2 separate regions of the Zea mays genome follow, and region 2 is linked to region 1. The links are chromatin contacts, called in public Hi-C maps. All regions are on one chromosome and are shown on one strand. Each heading gives the region's core, a stretch centred on a gene start, on an enhancer-like site or on the middle of the called end of the contact. The rest is flanking DNA. Distances are from core to core; before and after follow the strand shown. Region 1 holds the start of LOC100276078 (EPIDERMAL PATTERNING FACTOR-like protein 1). Region 2 holds the start of LOC100273637 (ubiquitin-protein ligase).

Region 1 (4,602 bases), core at 869-3,368:
TTATGAGCCGTGCCACCTTGTCAATCTCCAGTACAATGTCCTAGTTGGTGATCAACCGTAGTGGCACAGAACAATGGCATGAGTGGCTGATCAACCGTAGTGGCACAGAAAGGTGTGGAGCGTGGGCTCTGGAAGGACCCAAGCCGACATACGTTCAGGGCCGTGAGCCCGGATGGGATGAGCGGCAGCTGCAAAATTGACGGGCCGAAAAACAGGTGGGCTCGTGCCGCAGATTCCCGGCACTAAGATTGTAGAAGCCCATGTAAATCGGCCCAATAACTTAATGTTTGTTTGGTAGAACTAGTAATGTAGCAGTAGTAGTAACTCGGACGCCAAACTTTGCACAACAATTCCTTCCAGTTTGTGCAAGGACCGATTTTCACGGTCTCGACAAACGTGTCCCCACAGAACAAACAATCAAACATTCATTCCCTCACAAGAAAAACGGACAGATCTCATCTCCAATCATAGCAACCCGCTTCCATGAAAATCATTACGTGCCAATGAAAGTTTTTGAATATAAGTATAGGAGGTGTGGACCAGTAAGTACTGTTTTTTTTTTCTCGCATTCTCGTCCTCATTCATAATAATAAAGTTGGAAACCTGCATCGTCGTCGTCCCCACCAGAGCTGAGCCCGACAAGAGCAACACGCCCATTCAGCTGCCTCCAAAGCGCCCCTCCCAGTCCCATACGGACGGGTGGGCGCGGGGGAGACACCTCACTAAACAAAACACATGGGGAGGCATCAGAGCCGTACAAAGGCGGCCATGGCCACAATAACTCCGCAGCAGCGGCAGTGTCAGCTTAAAAATCGCATCATCACCAGGCTCTCCCGGTGGCGGTGGTGCCACACGTCACGCAAGGTTCCAACGCAGACGCATCCAGCCCGCCGGTGGGTCGGCGGCACTGCGATCCAGCGGTAGATTCGGGCTACCAGAGCCGTCCGTCAGGCGAGTCACATGCCTGCCTTCGATCTGTTAATTAAGACGTACTACCAGACCACTGGGCAAGACTTGGAGTGGTACTAGCTAGGATTTACTGCTCACAACCACTCTTTAGTAGTCTTTAGTTTTTACACACCGACACGCGAGTAAAATTTGTTTGAGCAGGGAGCCAAAAAAATGGCTACGGGCCTACGGCTACGCGAGTTGCAATGGCTGCAACGGCAAGCTCGAACTAGTAGAGACAGTAGCGCTAATAAATAAGCTTGTGATGAAGCAAGCCGCCATGGGTTCCGAAGAACACACGACAGACGCGAGACGGAGAACCTGGCTGGCTGGCTGGTCTCCAGTAGTGAGTCTCTCCCGCCGACCGGAGTCCGGAGCGGAGTGCATGCGCGCACCGGGGTTGGCACGGCGCCGAAGCAAAAGCAGCAGCGCGTCAGGGGTCGTACAGGCGGCCGTCGCAGCGGCATTTCCACCCCAGCGGCTTGTAGTTGGAGTAGCGCGAGAAGCCGGCCGCCACCGCCACCGTGTCGTCGTCGACGTCGGTGGCGCGGGCGCCGCGGCCGAGCCCGGGCACGGTGGTCACCTGGACGGGCATGCAGGGGTTGCAGGCGCTGCACCGGTTGCGGCAGCTCGGCGGCGTCGACCCCAGCCGCGACTTGTCCTCCGCCAGGTTCTGCTGCTGCGCCTCACGGAGACGAGACACCCGACGCGCTGTCAGTCTCAGTCTGTCTCAGGACTCAGGAGGAGGGGGGGACGAGTCGTACGTACGGTACGTACCTGAGAAGGGGAAAACGTCGCGGTGCGGACGCTGCTCGCAGCGCCGAGAAGGAAGCAGAGGGACACGGCCGCGATGAGCGCTCGGCGAGGTGAGCTCACGGCCATGAGACCATCTCTTCTTACAGCCAGGAATGAAGAAGGGTGGATGGATGGATGGATGTTTGGGGCGGATCGATCGAGGGCAATGGGAAGCTTGCTGGTTGCTAGACCGAGAGGTTACTGAAGAAACAGAAATAAGCTAGCTAGCTAGCTTCTGTCTCGTGTATAGGTTCTTCTTCCAGAATCTAAAACCTAGTCTAAAAGCTATGGCTATGGAGGAGATGAGCAGTGACGGTGGCGCAGGAGCACAAGCGAAGCAAGCAGGGCCGCAGTTGCCTGGCCTATGACGAGGAAGGTTGCAAAGGGGATCGGAGCAGAGGAAGGAGACGACGATGACATGGGCATATATATGTACAAACGTGGGGGGACGACGGACGCCACGGCAAGGCAAGGACTGTGAGGACCGGTTGAGTGGTGACCACCACCTTGTAACCTATCACTGCTTTGCTTTGGTAAACACACAGCAGTGGCGTTCTACTGCGCCCGCCATCATCACTCGTTCTCAGGGATCGAGATCGAGGAGTGAAATGCAAGGAGAAGATCGGACTGGATGGCGCCACAGCTGTCGCTGTCGTTCTGGGGACATGGCCTACACTTTGACCGACTGTCGTGTCGCAATGAATGAACGGTGACTTAAACGAAAGAAAATCAGCTACGTATGCAATGCAAATGTCGAAACATGACGCCTCGCGGCACGCTTGTGAATCGGGGATCAAGTAGGTAATGGCGAAGGAGCCACCGAAGGACCCCGCACCGTACGAACAATGGTGGCTGCTATGCTACCCTACCAGCTACCTACACTAGCTGAGGCAAACCTCGGATCTGCTTGGATGACAGAAAAAGGCTTATTTTTAAGATTAAAGTAACCTTTAAAACAATTATGCGTATGCGTAGCTCATAATAGCATGTTTACGCAGCAGATTTGATATATCTTTAACACATATATCCAGTGTTTCGCGTAAAATAGAAAACGCGAAACTGTAGATGTAGGGGATAAGATAAATGATTTGATAGAAGATTTGCCGGAGATAGTCTAAGTATGAGCTAGTAACTCATCATTATTTATAATGATGACCACTTTAGCATGGTCAAAGATTATTTTGTGGTGTCGTTGAAGTCCGTAGATAGCGTAGTATAGGTCAACTCAGCGAGTAAATGCGTGACCGTTGTCCAAAAATATAACCTAACATAACTTGTGTAGGTTCTTCAGTGGTGCAAGATTTTAGAGACACTGTCCTCTGTGTCGTTTTCATCGCGCCGTCGTTAGGGATAGGTATGAGACCGTGTAGCACTAAAGCGCACTAACAATGGGTTGTATCACATGCGATTACTCAACTACAGAGCGACTGTCAACCATCTTATAGTCATGATGACACTGAAAGACATACAACTCATGTCCAACATTAAAGGCACCATCGATAGCCCCTATGAACTCTCTTGCACTCTTTATGCTCATTTACACATCACAAAGCTTACCAGATAGCACACTTAATATGCATCCTAATGCTATCACATTATCTTTGTCATACTTCGACTATTTTTCACTGGTCAGAGGACCTCCACAAGGCTTCACAACCTGACTTGTCCATAGCAGTGAGCCACAAATCAAGTTTTATGGACCACATTTAAAATTTGATCCACCAAACAAGTTTTATTGCATCAACAAAGTTGTTATATCCACCTTAAGGCGTCCATCAGGTTTATGGATTGTTAATGAAAGCTCATTTTTAGATTAAATTAGTTCTAAAGTAATTACTACATAAACAATAGATAAACCACATATAATAGATAATAGCATGTTCGTGGTGCCATGAGCGACAAACTCATCATTACTTAGTGTAAGGATCGCTTTATCCTAGTCGAAGATGAGTTCGTGGTGCCATTGAAGTCTACAGATGTCATAGTACAAATCAACTTAGCGAGCAGTCACATGAACGCTGCCCAAAAACATGAACTACCCTAGCATGTGCAAATTTTTAGCGGATCGAGGTTTTAGAGACACTGCTCTTCCTATCGTTATCGTCACACTGACGCGAATATGGAGGAACATGAGGTGCACGATACTGAGGACTCCCTCATTTAAAACGGTGAAAAGGCACTGGCATGAACATATATACGGTCGGTAAAAGAAACAGCAAGCATCAACGGTGGCCACTAGAATGGTAGGACATCTCTTCGACCCATAGTTCAGAAGCTTCTACTATCTTCAGCATATCGTGTATATAAACGTGTAAAATACTATTTTATATGATATATGGTACTGTTTATACAATGAAGTTTAGGATAGATGGTGGGATAGAGAGTGTGCTCGAGATAGCTTAACATTAATAATTATCAAAAGAGCTGTATCAAACCATGGGCGGACCCAGGATTTAGAGAATGTGTATTCGAAATTTTAGTAAAGTATTTTTTTAGAACCTAAATCCAACCATAGTAGTCTTTAAGCATATATAATTGATTATATTATTATATAGAAATAGTTTCATAGCATATAAAATATATATCATATAAATGAGCATCCACATTAAATAACTACTAAACTATATCATAACTCACACGATAAAGAATAAGTCATAAAATGATAGCATTCAACGTATTAAAGTATTAATTGTAATATCTTAAATATATAGAGAATATTAAATATCATAAGAAAATATATATGTTACAACCCTTGTTCGCTGTAGCCCGTAGGCTGCCATAACCCCTGTGCTCAGGTGTCCGTGCAGAGCTTTAACAAGCTAACGAGTAAAGGATGATGACCTATTATACTGTTTGATG
Region 2 (4,602 bases), core at 1,524-4,023, 200 kb after region 1:
GACAGTGTGGATCCTTTGCGAGTTTCAATGGGCTTGAGAATGAAAGAGAAATATGACAAGTATTGGGGAGTTTGGAATGAGCCACAACCACAACCAGAGAAGGATAGAGGGAAAGGAAAGGGTAAGGAAAAGGAGAACATTAATCTATTGATTTTTGTGGCTGCATTTCTTGATCCAAGATACAAGTTATCTTTGTACCATAAGATTACCATTGAAGAGATCTTTGGTGAGGACAGAGGACAACTAGTATGGTCTGCTATTAAGACATGTATCCGAGAACTGTTTAAAGAATATAGAAATATTTATGCACCAATTGAAGAAACAACAGATGAAACAGATTCAACTCAAGCAAAAGGTGCTCCAGGAGGGAAGCTTAAACAAGTTATTGCCAAGAAAATGAAGCTGACTAATAGTAGTAACAACACTACTAAATCAGAACTTGACAAATATCTATCTGAAGATTGTGAAGACACAGAGAAAAAGATCGATGTTCTCATTTGGTGGAAGGACAATGCACATAGATTGCCGGTTTTGGCTCACATGGCCCAAGATATCCTTGCTATACCAATATCAACAGTAGCTTCAGAGTCCGTTTTCAGCACAAGTGGGCGTATCTTGGATGATTTCCGTACTTCCCTTACTCCTTTCATGTTGGAGGCCCTTGTATGTACCCAAGATTGGCTAAGAAGGTCTACTCCCATTAACATACAAGAGAATATCGAGGAATTGACTATTATAGAAAAAGGTATATTCCATCATTTTTTGTATGTATTTGATCATTTTGATGTTTAACCATTTCTAATTGATAGCTACATGCTTGCACTCCTTTAATTGTAGAGCTAATTGAAGAATTTGGTAATGGTGGCAAAGGAAAAAGAACCGAGGCTACTTCCACTTCCAAGTCTCCAGCAACACATGAGTGAGCTGCTAATCTGCTATGCATTGTTTACTGTTTAAATAACTTTGTACTCTTTTTTATTAATGTTATGAAATGTTAACATATATATATTTTGCTTGGACTCATGTACAGAATGGCAGGATAAGCCTTATATTCCTTGGCTGTGTGGATGGACTGGGTGGTGTACTGGTGTGGATGGACTATGGACGTGTTGTGGGCTGAAGGCTGAAGCTGAATGGTGGCTGCTGGTGGGCGGTGGCTGCCTGGCTGGTGCAGTGCAGGCGTGCAGCTGGCTGGGCGTGGCCTGGAGCCCTGGACAATGTGCTTGCTGGCTGGTCGCTGGTGCAAGCATGTGACTGTGATTGTAGTGGCTGTGATTGTGTGATTGTAGACTTGTAGTGGCTGCCTGGCTGGTTCCTGTTTTTTAATTTACTATTGACTATTGTGGCTTTGTGACTATTGTGGCTGTTTTTTAATTTGTTATTGTGGACTAGAGCAACTCATTTGTGTGGTGGACTGGCCGATGTGTGACTGTGATTGTAGTATCCTGAATAGCTATTATTAATTTATTATTGTGGCTGTGTCTGTATTGCTTTGGTTACTATTTTTAAATTTGGTTATTTCGGGAGTACCCGATACCCGAACCTGAAGTGTCGGGTACCCGAACTGTCGGGTAATATAATACCCACTGCAATTTCGGGTAACACTTTCTAAAACCCGAAATTTTAATTACCCGGATTACCCGACCCGAAATTTTCGGGTAACCCGAACGCCCAGGCCTAGTCGAATCAGGGCTGAAATCAGCGGATGGGAAGACAGAAAATGACTGCAGCGAGTACCTTTTGATTTCATATAAACATGACACGACGTTTAGGATTTCAGTAGCATGCTAACATTTTTTTGGCTTCGACAATTTATTACAGTTAATTGGCTAAAAAATTACTAGTGAAATTAGAATTAGAATTCGTTTTGAATTTTTAATAAATTCATACATTACTTAATATATGATTTTTATATATGTGTCTAGATTTATTATCTTCTAATTAAATATGAACATAAAAAACTAGGAGCTACAACTAATAATAATACGGGACAGAAGGGGTATTAATTTGAGGGTGTTAATAGATTTGTATAATATTTGATGTATGTATATTTTATATGCTCTATATTTATTGTCATCTATTTAAAGAGCTAAAACGAATAATATATTGAGATGAAGGGAATAGTTAGCTAATTATTAGCTAATTTATTAAAAGTAACTAATAACTAAATTATTAGCAAGACTGTTTAAATATGTTCGCTTGTGCATTCAAACGTACCTAAAATTCCATCTTGCAGCTGCATTTTAGTCTGAGCTAAATACCGCTTCACATTTTTGCCGTCCAATTATCGGCGTGTAAATAATTTCTTGTCTGAATTTATGTGGAAGAATAAAGAAATCCCAACCTGCCGTGCAATGTCGGCAGGGGCAGCTGCATCCACAGCGCGCCCCTCGTTTTTTTTTTCCCTTCTCGAGGACGAGGACACACGCACACACGGAAGAAGCCACTAGCTCTCCGCAGTCCGCTCTCGCCTCTCGGCCTTCTCCTTGTGCCGCCGAACACCCTCACAAGAGTCGGCCTCTCGATTTCTCAGTCCAGCCTCAGCAGTCCCCTTCCCTCCCTCCATCAGGTGTTGCCTCCCGCAGATCCAAATCGGAATTCGGTCCTTCGTCCCCAAACCACCAATCCGGTAAATATATATGCGCTCCCTCACTCCCTCCCCCCAGAGTTTCTTGCGCCGTTCTCTCTCGCGCAAATTATTATGCCGGGAAAGATTATATTCTTCCCCTTTAGCTTTGAGCCCGAAAGGCCGAAGCTTTCGCGTTCTTCCCCACAGATATCTGGAGCCGTAGCTTCTGTTTGGTATGGCCGTGGGTTGAAATAAATAGTAGTGTGCGGGACGCCCACCAATTGGCACGCTGCGCTTTCCATCCCTGCAGCTGCAAGATGCCTTCTTTTTAGATCTGTGCTGCCGTGCCTTCCTCTTCATGGTACCCTGTGGTTGGAGTCGGTATTAGCGTTTAATGAAGCTACTTTTTCCTCCCTTGCCTTTTGGATGATGCTTAGTACTACTACGTCTTATCAGCTATCAATCCTCCTCTCGCGTGCTTCTTGGATAGGTTGCATTCTTTGGGTTTGCTCACAGCGCACACAAAGCCATTTTACTGCTGGGAATGGTGGCTGGCACTATTAGCGTCTCCGGCTCTTGAGTGATCTCCAAGGTAAGCAGCCCGCCACTCCCTTGGAAGAATGGGAAATAGATAGGAATGTTTTGTTTTCTCGGTTGGAGGAGCAAGGAATTAACCACTCCACATCCCTCCGTGATTTCTGAAGTTTATGGCTAGAAAATTTATGAGGTTGCTCGGTATGAAGAAAATAGTCTTTCCTTCTATCTGATCATTCAAATTGTTCGCTTCGCTTCGCTTCTCTCTGGTTTTGCTTGCCTCAGTCTAGTTGCAAGATCTGTATTCGGTTTGACTTGGGTTCTTCTCAGTTTGTTTGATGTGAGTAGATTGGCGCACGAAATGAAGTATTAACCTGACTGAACTGCGGCAGTTTGTTCATGTTGGTAGTTGAAGCATTCATTCTTGAGTAGTCAGTCGTCGTAATGGATTATCAGTCCTTTGGAATGCTACAGGGAAGTGAAGTGATGGGGGAGTGCGAGGACGGCAAGGAGTACAGGTGCTGGGAGGAGCTGCTGCCGGACGCGCTGGGCCTCATCTTCCGCAACCTGCCGCTGCAGGAGGTGCTCACCGTCCTGCCGCGGGTGTGCAAGTCCTGGGGGCGGGTGGTGGCCGGCCCCTACTGCTGGCAGGAGATCGACATCGAGGAGTGGAGCCAGCAGCAGGGCAAGCCGGAGCAGATCGCCCGCATGGTCGAGCTACTCGTGGGCCGCAGCGCCGGCTCGTGCCGCCGGATCAGCGTCTCCGGCCTGCCCTGCGATCCGCGCTTCTCCTTCATCGGAGACAAGTAATTCTGAAACCTGAGCGATGCTTCTTGCTGTTTTTGATCGATTCCTGTGGCAAGTGAATTTTTTTCTGCAATTTTTTTTTTTTGCGTGGAGTGTTAGATTAGAATTATACGCTCATTCTAAGCCTCGCCGTCAGGTTTAAGCCGTGATGGGGGTGTTTGCTTGCAGATCTGCTGAGAACGTGAGTGTCTGTTCAGAATTTCTGACGTGCAAATCCAGGTCCATTTGTTTGTCTATGCTGGCTTGGAGACCATTCTGATTTTTCTGATTAGCAGGGCTAGAAGTGGGCCTAGTTAAACTTTGATGAGATTTGGTCTGGATCTTTGGAGCAAATAAAAACCTGCTATCGCAGAGATTATGAATCTAAACTGCTGTTTTTTTTTTGTCTCAGTACGTAGAACCAAAATGGTAGATATGCCCCGAGCTTGCAGCATGATTAGTCTTGAATCTGACTTGTAGGACATGTATTCACTGAGAAGTTGATCAGTTGATGTGTATTATTGTTCTGAATTATTTGCATTACGATCGAACTATAGGATTAGATATTCATTGTCCACGCGCAATACGAATTATTGGAAGTACACACACAAGTACTGGCACCGGCACGCGCACATGCATACAGTGATCAGGCGGTCACAATTACACACCGGCTTGATCCTGCTTCCTCTTTTGCTGAAAACTGGCTAGCGCAC

What was found. Hi-C and Micro-C count contacts between places; a contact is called where the count stands out from the background.
Region 2: a Hi-C map of leaf shows a contact between it and region 1, with 4 times the contacts expected there. The contact joins the promoter of LOC100273637 here to the promoter of LOC100276078 in region 1. A contact is called at or near these places in 8 of 25 Hi-C or Micro-C datasets (bundle sheath, ear, endosperm and 3 more).

What each region holds. Positions count from the first base shown.
Region 1 is chr5:216,901,357-216,905,958 of Zm-B73-REFERENCE-NAM-5.0, forward strand. LOC100276078 (EPIDERMAL PATTERNING FACTOR-like protein 1) reads right to left here and starts at 2,119. Exons shown (of 2, transcript NM_001151814.2): 1 at 1,726-2,119; 2 at 1,036-1,621. The coding sequence starts at 1,830. The coding sequence ends at 1,382.
Region 2 is chr5:217,103,358-217,107,959 of Zm-B73-REFERENCE-NAM-5.0, forward strand. It overlaps LOC100273637 (ubiquitin-protein ligase), which reads left to right and starts at 2,774. Exons shown (of 4, transcript NM_001148053.1): 1 at 2,774-2,930; 2 at 3,060-3,161; 3 at 3,578-3,909; 4 at 4,598-4,602. The coding sequence starts at 3,590.